3 separate regions of the Sus scrofa genome follow, and regions 1 and 3 are each linked to region 2. Evidence: chromatin contacts called from public Hi-C data. All regions are on one chromosome and are shown on one strand. The core of a region is the stretch at or near the end of the contact, and the rest is flanking DNA. Distances in the headings are between cores, read along the strand shown. Region 1 overlaps ABCA4 (retinal-specific ATP-binding cassette transporter). Region 2 has its middle 13 kb from the start of F3. Region 3 overlaps ABCA4 (retinal-specific ATP-binding cassette transporter).

Region 1 (4,652 bases), core at 2,048-4,547, 460 kb after region 2:
TTCTTGTCAACTTTGGAGCTGATGGTGGACTGTGTTCTTGTCTCCATGAGGGAGTTCCCCTGTGGCAATTCAACCCCCTGGAAGACTCCCTCTGTGTCCCCGGACGTCACCCACCTGCTCCAGAAGCAGAAGTGGACAGCAGACCAGCCCTCGCCGGCCTGCAGGTGCAGCACCAGAGAGAAGCTCACCATGCTCCCTGAGTGCCCCGAGGGCGCAGGGGGGCTCCGCCCCCGCAGGTACCTCCCCGGGGCCCTGAGCTGCCTGTGCCTCCTGGGTTGCTAGCCAGCCAGCGTTTCCAACACTCGAGTGAGGGACTGAATGAGAATCCAGGTCCTCTCCCAGAGGCTCCCTGAGGCCCAGTCACAGCCGCCCGCCCTGAACAAGGTCCCTGACCCAAAGCTGCATTTCCGCCAAACACTCCCTATTCAGCCTAGTAAGAAAATAGCTTCGAATATTGAGAAAATGTTACACCATGCATGCTCTTTACAGAAAATTAGAAAATACAGAGAAGTCAGAACAAAAACCGTCCCTCTGTCCCTTGGTGATGACCACGAATAACATTGGGTCTTTATCCGTGCAGACAGGGTTGCGCCAAAATGCTGTCCTGAAACCTGCTCTTTCACTTAATTACATGTCAGGAACCTGTGCCCATGTCAGTAAACACGGGCTACATCGTCTTTAAGCCTGCACACTGTCCTGCTGTTTGGATTTACTTTAATCTCTGCTGCTGGACATGCGGGCTTTCACTTTTTCTCTGTTAAAGACGGTGTTGTAGTATCTATTTGAACACACAGTTATTAGCAATCTCAAGAAGTTTGTCAGAGTTCCTGCTGTGGCCAAGGGAATCGCCCGTGTCTTGGAAGCTCTGGGACACAGGTTCAATCCCTGGCCTGGCACCGTGGGTTAAGGATCTGGCCTTGCCACAGCTGCAGCTCAGATCCAATCCCTGGCCGGGGAACTCCATATGCCTCGGGGTGGTGGCCAAAAAAAAGAGGAAAAAAAAGAGGTTTGCCATGTGCTGTGTAATTCTCACACACACACACACACACACACACACCCACACACACCCACACACCCATGCTTTTCAGGGACATCAGTGGTCTTGGCTCTGAGCAGGATCTTCCCTCAGGGGTTCTGAGCGCCATAGTTCACCACAGTGAGCCTCTCCCGGGGGTTTGGGAGACAGTGATCAGGGCCAGAGGAGTCTCACCCGGTCTCGGGTTGGTAACGGGCCTTGCCCAGGGCTGGGACCTACGTGGTCCTCTCTCCTGATCTGCTGATGAGCAAGTGAACGGCTCTGGAGAGGCCGCATGGTGGGTGGGGCGAGCGCCAGCACTGGCCTCAGAGAGCCGTGCGTTGGCTACCTGGCCTCTCTGAGCCTTAATTTCCTCGCTTATAATTTGGGGACAACTGTACTTATTTCTTGGCATTATTATGAGAATTTAGTGAAATAATGTAGTATTTAGAAAATAGGTTCAACTCAAGTGATGATAGCTGCACACTAGCAGTGGATAAGATAAGATACAGCTTCTTTCTCTCTCTTTCTTTCTTCCTTCTTTTTTTTTTTTTTTTTTTTTAATGGCTGCAGCCATGGCATATGGAAGTTCCCAGGCCAGGGACTAAATCCAAGCCACAGATGTGGCAACACTGGATTCTTTAACCCACTGTGCCAGGCCGGGGATCGAACCTCTGCCTCCATAGTGACCTGAGCCACTACAGGCTGATTCTTAACCTCCCGTGCCACAGTGGGAACTCCTGGATACACCATCTTTAAAGGAAGATTTCCAGGCGCTACCACACAGCACTTTCATGTGTACGTCACAGGCCAGCGCTGAACGTCCAAGGAGACTGGGCCCTCTGGTCTTGACTCTGGGTGGCCTGGTGCCCAACAAAAAAGTCTCTTCCTGTGGCATCTGGCAGAAGGGCAGAGCAGCACTGGGGGACAGCTAAATTTTGCCAGAGCATCGGTCCCAGTTGGCTGGCTTGTAAGTGATTGCGTGTTTATGAACATTTTATCTCTTTCTTTTTTTATGCTAAAGGCATTGCCTTTCTATTTCTCAAGCAATACATTTTCCCTTTGAATCAGAACTTGTCCATTACAGCATCACAGGGATCTCAAAAGAGGGAGGTGGGGGCTTGTTCCAATTCTCTGTACCCCAGAGGAAGCTTCGCTGCTGCTGTGGAAGTTCCCGGTCCAGGGACTGAACTCACACCACAGCAGTGACCTGAGCCACTGCAGCGACAATGCCGGATCTTCAATTTGCTGCACCATAAGGGAACTCCTGAGGAAGCTTTGCTTCTGTAAGGTCTGCTGAGGGCCGTGTGGCTACTTCTATCAAATACATCCCGTGTCAGGGCATTGAGGCTGTGACCCAGTGCAGCGAGCTCTCGGTTAGAACAGGGAGAAAAGGCCAAGATGGCTGCACGAGGACTTGTTCCCTAGCGAATCCTAACTTTAAGGCTGCTCGCCTCACTTAGGAATGTACTTTCAGTGGCTGGTCCTTGGTCCCCGAAGAAAACACGGAGCAGGCCACGACAGCCGGGGTAGAGAGCGCATCTGTTCCTGTGACTTTCTGTCATCCAGCCTTTCCTCGCTGTCATTCCTGCTTTCCTGGGAGCACCTGCAGAGGCGTCCCCACAGACGCTGCTGGGTGTGCTCCGTGTGCCTCTCTCTGTTTCGTGAGTGTACACACTCGTGATCACACCCACGCACCACACTTACTCAGACACACTCTTCCTTCAGCCTGGAATAGGGCCAGAGGGCCTGTTCTGGGCTTGGTTCCCAGGAAGGAAATTGTCCTCATCTGGAAATGGGGTGGTGGCTTTGGTCTCCAGTCCCCTTCCCTCGCTGACATTCTTCGAATGGTGTCGGGTCCTGAGGGCGGGTGTGCTCCATGCCTGCCTTCTGCAATAATCAAGTTGTGGGACTATTTCACGGGACAGAACTCTTAGAAAATAATGGATCATAAATTCTCGGGCACCAGCCTCGCATCCAGCCTAGAGTCCGCCGGGGGGAGCTGGGCAGTTCGCTGGGGGCCGCGCTCAGCCTGAGAAGCACGTGACTGAGGGAAGAGAGCCCGGCTGCGCAGTCGGACAAATGCAGATCGGATCCTAGGTGATCACCCACCAGGTCTGCACCCGGGCGGAAGTCAGCCGCCCTTCCTCCACCTCAGGTTGTCTGTCAGTTAAGGAACAACTCCTCTTTCCGGAGGAGGGAAGGATTAGGGGAGATGCTGTATGTAGCCTTTGACCCAGAGCCTGGCTCACAGCAAGCAGCTCAGGAGATGCTAGGGCTCCCCCTAGTGTTAGGAGCAAGGTGGAGAAAGTGCACTGAGGAAGGGGCGAGATGGGGAGGGGCGGGAAGGACAGAAACCTCATCAAAATGCAAGGAATGGTGTGAGGACGGCGGTTCAACCCTGCCGGAAAGTTCCTCGGCTGCTGCTGGGTGGCACCCTTGACACCCCAGGTTCATGACTGACCGGAAACTAAACACTGTATCGTCCCAGATTCAAAGTAGTGTTGCCACCTCGTGGCCAAACTCATGCACTTTTGAATTCTCTAAAATCTTTTGACCCACTCAGTTCTAGACACATTTTGAAAGTGATTTGGAAATGGTAAGCCCCTGTTCGAATTCTCTCATTCATGTCACAATTTACTGTGTCAGCCACCTAGGTCCCCAGCTGCTCCTCTGGGTGCTGGGGACACCACAGCTAACAAGTCAGAGAAGGTCCTGGCTCTCACAGCAATTGTATCATACGGGGTGGCAGACCAAAACAAGTAAACAGATTCGTTGGAAAGAAAGTTTCAGAGAGAGATGAAGGTGTGCAGCTAATTCTGCAGCGTGTGGCTGGAAACTGCTCCGCTGCGGAGTAAACTTGGCGGAGAGATTTGAATGAGGAAAGTTAGCCACAGAGGCTGCCCAGGGAGGATGGTCTGGCAGAGGGAGCCGCGCCAGGTGCAAAGCTGCAGGGGGAGTGAGAGGTGGGCCTTGGGGGGAGGAGGAGGGAGAGGCGGGCGGCAGCAGGGGGCTCAGCCTGGGTGATGCATTTGGACTGGATCCCAGGGTTTCTTGGAGTGCGGAGTGCAAGGCAACTGGGGCATTCGATTGACGTTTCTAAGCTCAGTCTGGCTGCTGAGTGGAGAATGGTCTGTGGAGGGTCAGGGGGGAGTCAGGGAGACCCCTTCAGAAGGGTCTGGGGAGGCCCAGGTGACTCTGGGGGGAGGCTTGGACTAGGGAGATAGTGGTGGAACTGGAGAGATGCAGGTGGACTGGAGGTTTATTCTGAAATTAGAACCCTTCGATCTCGTCAATGGACTAAAGAAAAGAGTGGGCTCAAAGGTGACCCCACGTCGCTGCTATGGGGACAGGAGAGGTCGGTGCTTACTCAGTATGTTCCCTGCAGCTGAGTCTGTAAATAGTCTTTGGAGAAGGCCTCGACGTTTCGCCTGGCATTCCGCAGTAGTTAACGCACACGTCTCGTTCCCCAGAGGATCCAGCGCAGCACCGAAATTCTGCAAGACCTCACCGGCAGGAACATCTCCGACTTCTTGGTAAAAACGTATCCTGCTCTTATACGAAGCAGGTAAGAAGAGACCCTTTTAGACCTTTCATCCCGCTCCATCCTGTGGGAAACGCTCACCACAAACAGAAG
Region 2 (4,707 bases), core at 893-3,392:
TATTAGCTGACTCTGCTGCAGTAACAAATGACCCTAAAATTCTCAGTGGCTTTTGACTAATATAAAGATACCACACACTTACAGTTTGGTGGCTGTGGGCTGACTCTGTGGTTGCAGCTCTTCTTAATGTCATCTCCTGCTAGGACCCAAACCAGAGGTGACAGACCCTCGTGGATCAGGGTAGAAGGAAAAGCAAAAAACTGGTAGACTAGGGCAGCCAGATCGTTTAGCTGCCGTCTCAAACTTCTGTCCGGAGTGGCTCCCTGTCACTTCAGTGCCTGTGCCCCTGGCCCAAGCAAGACGCTGGACCCAGCCTGACAATCCCCTGCCTGCCGGGAGGCATCACAGGTCACATAGCAATGGGTGGTGTGTCACGTTGTGGGGAAGAGGGGAGATGCTACAAGCACCTGCAGGCTTAGCAGGAGGACGTTCCCATGGGCCTTTGAGCTGCAGGTGAGGGTTGGAGAGGAGAAAAGAAAAATTCTCTGGATTATTCGTAAAACTGGACAAAAGGACGAGGTAAGACAGAGAGTGGGGTGTCGTCTCTAGAGTTAGTTCAAGGTAAACTAGACTGAGAGCTGTCCGGGGGCAGAATTGGGTCTCGATCCGGCTTGCAGCTCCTTCAGGGCAGCCATGCCAGGCTTGGCTGAGTCCAGCTGCCTTCACGACCTCGGTCGGAATGTGGGCATGGTGGGGAGTCCTCTGTCCCAGTGCAAACAAAATCTGGCAGAAGACTCTCCGTCCCACAACTGGAGGGAAAGGATTCTAAGCAGAGTGAAAATGAGGCCTGAGCGTGGATGGCTGGGCCGATGTGGTCCAGGGAGCGCTCCCAGAGGGCGCCCCACCCGCACGGGGTCCCACCAAAGGCCCAGTGGGCAAGCACTGAAAGGGGAACTCAGCTCACCGTCCCGCTGCTCCTGAATTCTACATGCATTTTGTTCCTTTGCTCCAAGGAATGCCGAGCACTGTCAATAAAATTCTAAACACGCAAAGTTAGCTGGAAAACCACATTCGGAGCTGGGCAGACCCCTTCCCATCCTCATAGGGTCGGCAGCCTGAAAGGAAAGAGAGACCCTTGGGAGAAATTAAGGCAAACAGGCCCGTGGCTGGTGTATCCGGCTGGTTGTGGTGGTTTGTTTGCCATCACCGACCTGTGCCAGTGCTGGAGTGGCTGAACGGTTCGCTGTTGCTGAGTTCACACCAGAGAAAGAGAGCGGGCATTCGCAGCAGAGCCAACAGAAGAGAGGTCGCCACGGGGGCATGGCCTGAAAAAAAGTGTGCTCTGGCCATTATCTTGAATTCCTGCTCACGTGGGGCTACAAGGGACAAAATGGTTCGTGCAGGAGGGTCAGACGCGCTCCTCAAGCAGGCATCTGACCAGGCAGCTTCATCAGGCTGCTCGCTCCCTGCCAGGAATAACAACAGCCTTACGCAATTCCTGGCCTCATAATCTAAGGAATTTAAATCGTCCCCCCAATGAAAGCACTGGTGGAGTGAAGCGGGTCTGGGTAGCAATGAGGTGTCTGGCTGTTCCCAGGGAAGGAATTCATTACAGATCCAAATGAGGCTGCACTGCAATCATCGGGAAGCTTCGATCCTGCACATTTTAACCACAACCCGGGTTTCCACATTCATCCTTATCCCTGAGACGAAAGAGCTGCTGCTAAAATCAACAATTAGCATTGGCACAGAAAACTAGTCTACATTGTGGGCTGGTATCCAGAAACTACTGCCCTCCAGGGGGCCAAATTACACTGCATTATTCATCCTGGCCCTTAAAGCATCTCCTAAAGCTGTTAGTAAACTCAACAGTCATGCTTTGAAGACAGGTTTTTACTACTTTAAATTATTAACCAAGTTTAACTTTCATGTGAGACTAATACTTGTGAAATCTAAAGTCATTTTACCTTTGTCATAGCTGATAATAGCCTCTAAGGACCTGTGTCAAATAAACAAAGGAACAATTCTATCAAATGGTAAATAAACACATTCCCAAACGCAATTTTTACCTGTTATAAGACATGCGTATTTAGCATGTGTTATTTTTCTCCAGTGGTTGCCTGGGAAGCTTTGTGACTGTTACAATGTGACTCCCATTCAGAGTGAACTCCAGTTCTTTTCCCACAGCCCTGCTTTGCTTTGCCGTTCAGCACATTCCTTCCTCATGGCTGCAGAAATTGGTTTAGGGAGTTTCCATTGTGGCTCAGTGGGTTATGAACCCAACTAGTACCTATGAGGACGCAGGTTCAATCCCTGGCCTTGCTCAGTGGGTTAAGGATCTGGCGTTGCCATGAGCTGTGGTGTAGGTTGCAGACACGGCTCGGATCCCGCGTTGCTGTGGCTCTGGTGTAGGCTGGTGGCTACAGCTCTGATTTGGCCCCTAGCCTGGGAACCTCCATATGCCGCGGGAGTGACCCTAGAAAAGGCAAAAAGACAAAAAAAAAAAAAAATTAACAACTGAAAGATAACACTTTCTCTGGGTGAAATGAAAATACGTTAAAACAATCCACGAATCCTGTAATAGAAATTGTGATTCATCCTGAATATACAACATTTCATAAACTTTAAAAACAGGGTTCTAAAAAACCTTTAAGAAAAAGGTTTTTGACATCTTAATTCAGCTTGATTTTCAAAAATCACTGGAAAACTGTGCTCAATCTGCAAAGAAACTTCTCATCAGGCCAGCGAATAAGAAACACTCAGAGGGACAGGAAAATGCTTTTCCTTCGCATAATGTCCTTCAGGAACCAAAGTGTCTGAAAACTACAATTGTGGCGCCACCTCCCGTTCCCAAGGAGGATCACAACCGGACCAGCACTCAAGAACTGGGCTGCGAAAGTAAAGGAACAGGAAAGCGCCCCCACACACCTGTCCACAACTAAGAACGAAGGCCCGAAGGGGATGGGTGGGCAGAATCAATAGAGAGGAGAATCTTCTCCACGTTGCTGCAACTCCACCTGGGATGGTCTCTTGAGTCCACAGCACGAGCTCTGCCCAGATGCTGATGCTGAAAGTGTGGTCTGGGGACAGCGTCTGAGCACCCTTTAAGGGCCAGTTACAGGTGCAAACTCTCAGACCCCCCTCCGACCTACTGAACCAGCATCTGCATCTTTCAGGTGATCTGCATGCAGGCTGAAGTCTGAGCAGCTCTGTGCTCCATGCTCTCCTGAACCCCTTAGCCCAGATTTCTGATTTCACAGAGGCAGGGAGGGGAGGGAGGTGGACAAGGGAGACGCCTCCTCAGTGGATGGACCTGCACAGCCTTGACGAGAAGATGCCACTCACTAAACTTAAATAGCAGCAATTTATGAATCCATGCCAAAAATAAGAGCTATGACCACAGAGCAAATATCACCCATTTCACCTCAGCCTTAATCCACAGCTTTCTAAAGACCAAAAGCTTTCCCGCCTCGCTTTCACTGATTGTTGAGTCCTGCTTCTACCTGTCCATCCTTCCAGCCTGTTGAGAATATCTCCCGGGTCTCCCCCAGGAACTTGCCTCCCCCAGGTTCCCTGTGTCCTCTTGTTACCTCCTTGCTGTACTCCACAGCTCTTTCCTAATATTCTAGACAATAAATAGTTCTGTACCTGTCACGGCCCCCTTTCTAGACAGTAACTTTTTTGGCAAGAACCATATTATGCATTTGGATTCATTCATTTTTTCTAATACTAAGCACCTACTATGTGCCAGGCATTTTGGATTTGACAAAATACAACAGGTATCAGCTCTTGCGGAGCTCACATATTTGCAGGGTAAAATTTCAAACAAGTAATGATAATGGAACATAAATATCATGAAAGTGGAAGTATAAGGTGCTTGGGGAACTCAGTGGGGCCATCTAACTTGGATGTGGAAAGGCTAAAATCCCAGGAGAGGGACAGAGCTCACCAGGAGGACACAGGGAAGAGAGGGTGGAAGAGCAAGGAATGTTCCAGGAAGAGGGAAGGCTTGATGATACATCGCTATCTGGGCAAGGACAATGCCCCAAATTAATGCGTTTGACAAAGTCTGGAGTTTTGCATTGCCTCAGGCATCCCAAAGTCAAAGCTATTTGGCAAAATGTCTTTGGCTAAATGAAGAATTGGGCCAATTTACGTTTAAATTTTATCTTTTCTTTAAAAAGATAGCTTTGAAGAGTTAACAATCTGGCACTGCCACAAGCTGTGGCATAGGTCACAGATGTGGCTCAGATCCGGCATTGCTATGGCCGTGATGTAGGCCAGCAGCTGCAGCTCCGATTCGACCCCTAGCCTGGGAACCTCTGTATGCCACAGAAACGGCCTTTAAAAAAAAAAAAAAAAAAAAAAAAAAAAAAAAAAAAAAAAGGAAGAAACTATTTATTCTATTTTTTAATTCAGGATAATCTATCTATCTACTTATTTAAATGGGGCCACAACCACAGCATACGCAAGTTCCCAGGCTAGGGGTCAAATCAAAGCTATAGACACTGGCCTGCACCAGAGCCACAGCCACACCAGATCTGAACCATGTCTGTGACTTACACCACAGCTCATGGCAATGCCGGATACTTAACCCACTTAGAGAGGAGAGGGATTGAACCTGTGTCCTCATGGATACTAGTTGGTTTCGTTACTGCTGAACCACAATAGGAACTTCAGTTAGTACTTCTTAAAAAAGCATTTTCAGAGACCCAAAATGACCAGATCACAGAGGCTGCTCTTGCATTCTAAGAATTAGCAAAACAA
Region 3 (4,776 bases), core at 247-2,746, 440 kb after region 2:
AGTAGCGGAGGGACAGTTTGAGGGACATGAGGGGGAAGCGTGGACTGTCCTCCCCAGTTAACGGGCGAAACTCTGGAGCTCCGAGGAGCGAGCCGTCACCGTCAAAGAGGTTTAGGCCAAGGTGGCTCAGAGAAAGGCAGCTCTGAGAGTGGGCATGGGAGAGTCTGAAGGAAACTACTGCTTGGGGAGGACGATGAGAAACCTGAGCTGTTACAAGAAATCCACCAGGAAAGGCCCAGCAGCCTCAGACAGGAGGGCCTGGGACTGAAGGCTGAGCTTCGGGCTGACCCCACACAGACAGGGCGCGCTCTGGGTTGGCATGAATCCCAGCGCTGCCACTCAGAAGCCACGTGACCTTGACTGGCCTCTTGAAGCCTCGGTCTTCAGTTTCCTCATCTGTAGAACTGGGCATAGGGCTGTCTAGTTCCCTAGGGCTGTTTTAAGGGTGAAATGAGGAAATCCATACAAAGCACTTGAAGCAATGCCTGGCTGAGTAACTGCTCAGTAAATGGCAGCCGTGATTATCCGCATCATTCTGCAGTCTTTCTGACAAAGACCTAGGGCCGTGGGGGCCCAAGACAGTAGGCTGAAGAAAGAACCTTGGGGATGTGTTCATTAAAACGGTGTATTTACACCATGTCCGTTTTTCCAACAAGAGTGCTTCTTCGAACGCGAGCTCCCGGGCTTGGTCCCCGGCGTGTGCGTGAAGAATCTGGTAAAGACTTTTGAGCCCTATGGCCGGCCGGCCGTGGACCGCCTGAACATCACCTTCTACGAAAACCAGATCACCGCCTTCCTCGGCCACAACGGAGCGGGGAAAACTACCACCTTGTGAGTGAGTCTCTTGTTTTCTGGCTCCATCCTTCCTCTGAGCGCCGCCGTCTCCTCTGTCGCACTGCCTCTCGGTGATGAAAATGCGCTCGACGTCTGGGCGCCAGGAGAGTGTAAGGCTCACCGCAGTTTTCAGCGTTTACAGGCACCTTTGCTTTTCTTTGATGGTCACATGAAGTTGAAGCGGGAGGTGGCGTCGCAGGGTTATCGCCCCCTTTGTGTGCCAGGGGAGTGGACATCCAGAGAGCTGAAGTGACTTTCCCAAGGTCACCAAGTTGGAATGGTTCTGCGGGGACAAGAGCCAGGTCCTCCCGCAATTGTCTCTGGTCTCTGATGCCAGCCCCACTCCCGCCTTTTCAGCCCTGCCGTCGTGGTGGTGGTCAAGCCGTGGCCACACCATCCCATGCCTCCAGCTACAGAGCACTCCTTACCTTCAAAGAGCGCTGCTTTTCGCACCCAGAAGGCTCGGTAGTAGTTCTGGAGGAGGTTAAGGGATGCAGTCTCCAGAGGGGCTGTGGGGGAGACCTCAGCCCCAGAAGCCCCTCTGCTTTTAGAAGGGGCCGAGCGCCATCTGCTGGAAGGAAACGTGACAGCCAAGGTTTCCCAAGCCGCAGCTGGGGGGCCCCCTCGAGGGTCAGGGAACCCACGTGAACGCCTCTTACAGAGCCCCAGGAAGGAACAGCGGTGTCCACCCTGCACTGGAATGTTCTCTGAGTGGAATGTGGGGCTGGGCCATTACACTTGCTTCTGTTTCCCTCTAGTGGTTGATCAGCAGACAAGTTCAGAGGGCCTGCGAGGGTGTCTGACCTCGGGCCAGACTGGGAGGGGCAGCCGCCACCCAGCTAATTTCTCTCCTTGTCACCTAACACGGTCAGAGAGCCCGACGCCCCATTCAGGACCCCGAGGCAGACACATTGCTTCATGACCGTGAAATGCAGTGTTGCTGGGGCTGAAACACAATGTTTCATAAACGTAGCATGATGGTGTTGAGTTGTTCTTCCTGCGGGCACAGTTCTCTGTGCCTTGTACGTATTAGCCCTGTTTAACCCTCACAACCACCCCATGAGGTGAGAGTCACATTCTCATTTTACCAGAAAAACGTGGTGGGAACCCCCAGGTCTAGCCTCAATCTGTTAATCTACAAATACACCCTGGACGCCTGGGCTTCTCACCAAGGCCTTGCCCTCTGACGTGGTGACACCAGACAAAACCCGTGTCTGACTGCCTTTGCCGGAGCCCCTGCAGCCCTGGGAGCAGTGACGGCTGAGCGGGGGAGGGATCTCCGGAGCAAGCGAGCCTTGGGCAGCCGGGAATCCTGCCTGCGAGCACTAGGAATAAGTGAGGCAGAGAAGAAGGGTGGATGTGGTCACGGCCTAAGGGCCTGGATGCGCACACAGGGGCTGAGTCCCACGGGTGCCAAGTCCCACGCGGGCCGGTCGGTTCCTGAAGCTCGGGATGGTCTGGCTCACTGAGGGGCATGGGCGGGCATCACTGAGGGCCCTCACCCACCCTGGGGTGGAGGCTGCTATCCCAAGGCCATCCTTTCCGTCACTGACTCCTGCATGTGGCAGGTCCATCATGACAGGTCTGTTGCCACCGACATCCGGGACCGTGCTCGTTGGGGGAAAGGACATCGAAACCAGCCTGGATGCCATCCGGCAGAGCCTGGGCTTGTGTCCACAGCACAACATCCTGTTCCACCAGTAAGTGGGGTGGGAGTGAGACCCGCCCTATGCCCTGCCCTCACCCTGCCCCCAGCAGCAGGTGCTCCAGGGCCCAGCTTAGGGACGCCCGCTCTGGGGGCAGGAGGCGACACTCTTCTTTGTTGTCCCCCACATTCAAGGTCCCCTATCCTGCTTGTGGTGAAAATGTCCCTTAGAACACGGGACTGTGCCTCCGGGGCTCTTCCTGCTCACAAGAGCGATGCTGCCATCTCTGCGTCGGGGAGGCGGGTCCCGGGTCCCTTGCTCCGTCTTGCCCAGAAGTCTGGTCCCTCTCAGGATCAGAGAGGAGACATCACGCACTGACTTTTAGGAAGCTTTTCAGTGGCTCTTTTCCAAAATGCGTTTCTTATCTAAAAGGAAGGAGGGAAGAAAGGAAGGAAATATAGATTACAGCAACAACAGAGTCGCCTCTAATTTCACCCCCCAGAGAGAACCACTGTTATGTGTAATTTTTCAGACCTTTCTGTTACGCATGTGTAGATGTACATACATCTTTAAAATGTAAACTCTGTGTATATGCTGTATGTACCCTGCTATTTTTTTAAGCGTGATGGCTTTTTTTAACCTACGATATCATGAACACCTTTTCATGCTATTACATTTTCTTCTACAAAGTACGTGTTGATGTATACAGACCAGTCCGTTGTATGATGCGCTATTTAAGCCGTCCCCTCGTAGATATTTTCGCAAGGTCAGGTTTTTCGGTCTTGTTTTTTTCTGTTACGACATCGTGATCGCTAAAGCTTTGTGCTGGCCCTCGATCACGTCTCTAAGGTAAATTGCTAGAAGTGGGCGTGCTGAGCAGCCTGCCTTTCTCGCCGCCCGTCCCTGTAGCCTCACCGTGGCCGAGCACATCCTGTTCTACGCGCAGCTGAAAGGGAAGCCCTGGGAGGAGGCCCAGCTGGAGACGGAAGCCATGCTGGAGGACACAGGCCTCCACCACAAGAGGAACGAAGAAGCGCAGCATCTGTCAGGTGCTTGGGCTGAAGAAAGTCAGGGCTGTAGCTGGCAAACCCGGTGTTTCCCACGCTCAGGGCCGTGGGCGTGTTTGTGTGTGTGTGTGTGTGTGTGTGTGTGTGTGTGTGTGTGTGTTCTGAGGCTGCCACGGGAGCGCTCCTGCGGGTGGGAACATTCTATAAAGTTATTCTGGGCATCAAGGAGCAGCCCACCTCTGGATTATTTCCCGCTGTCTTAACAGCAGCCTGGGCTTGTATTTGCTCTGATGTTTATGTCTTTGAAGTAGAAGTTGATAGGGAGTTCCACCATTGTGGTTCAGTGGGTTAAGAACCCAACTACTATCCATGAGGATGCAGGTTCGATCCCTGACCTTGCTCGGTGGGTTAAGGATCTGACATTGCTGTGAGCTGTGGTGCAGGCCAGCAGCTCTAGCTCTGATTTGACCCCGAGCTTGGAAACTTCTGTATGCCACAGGTGCAGCCATAAAAAGCAAAAAAAAAAAAAAGTGAGAATAGTTTTCAAATGGTCTGATCCTAGGAGAGATTTTCTTTTCAGCATCATGAGGGCTGTACCGCTAGGGTTTTGAACGTGTTATGAACAGCTAAGGAGGCGGCATCAAGCTGCTGCTGGATCTCAGACCCTTTCCATGCAGCCAGCCTGGGCCCTCCCCGTGTCCTCCACAGCCCCCTGACCCCGCCTCCCTGCCCCTCTAGGTGGCATGCAGAGGAAGCTGTCGGTTGCCATTGCCTTCGTGGGAGATGCCAAGGTGGTGGTTCTGGATGAGCCCACCTCCGGGGTGGACCCCTACTCGAGGCGCTCAATCTGGGACCTGCTCCTGAAGTATCGCCCAGGTAGCGGCCGCTGCGCGGGCCCTGTGCTCTCACCAAGGCTCTCCGTGTGCTCTCCACACTCTCACCCCGGCAGTTTGCAGCTCAGTGTAGTAACAGCCACAGCGACACTCACATGGGGCTTTAGCACTGGCTTCAGGGAGTCTTAAGCTCCCCATGAAGCCTCCTGAGATTTTTTTTTAACGCAAATATAAGCAGGGAGTTACTGATGAAGCAGTCTACTTTCCAAAAAATCCTCTAGAAAGTTCCCAATCTGCAGCCTTTCTGTCTGGAACAACTGGGGCAGCTCTGGGTGAAATTCCTCTTTGATTAAGGGGACCCGAGACACTTACAGAAGCCAGCTGCGAGGGTGATGAGCCTGTACGCAGTGCTGCAGAGGACATCCGCGGGGCAGGTGTCTCAAAGTGGGGCAGATC

The links. Hi-C and Micro-C count contacts between places; a contact is called where the count stands out from the background.
Region 1: a contact with region 2 is called in a Hi-C map of fibroblasts, with 2.7 times the contacts expected there.
Region 3: a Hi-C map of embryonic fibroblasts shows a contact between it and region 2, with 5 times the contacts expected there.

What each region holds. Positions count from the first base shown.
Region 1 is chr4:123,298,379-123,303,030 of Sscrofa11.1, forward strand. ABCA4 (retinal-specific ATP-binding cassette transporter) reads left to right here. Exons shown (of 51, transcript XM_021090184.1): 30 at 51-236; 31 at 4,464-4,583. Among named protein-coding and RNA genes, the nearest start is that of GCLM, 70 kb to the right of the region's middle.
Region 2 is chr4:122,837,714-122,842,420 of Sscrofa11.1, forward strand. No RefSeq gene overlaps it. Among named protein-coding and RNA genes, the nearest start is that of F3, 13 kb to the left of the region's middle.
Region 3 is chr4:123,281,750-123,286,525 of Sscrofa11.1, forward strand. It overlaps ABCA4 (retinal-specific ATP-binding cassette transporter), which reads left to right. Exons shown (of 51, transcript XM_021090184.1): 19 at 657-831; 20 at 2,403-2,534; 21 at 3,390-3,529; 22 at 4,226-4,363. Among named protein-coding and RNA genes, the nearest start is that of ABCA4, 81 kb to the left of the region's middle.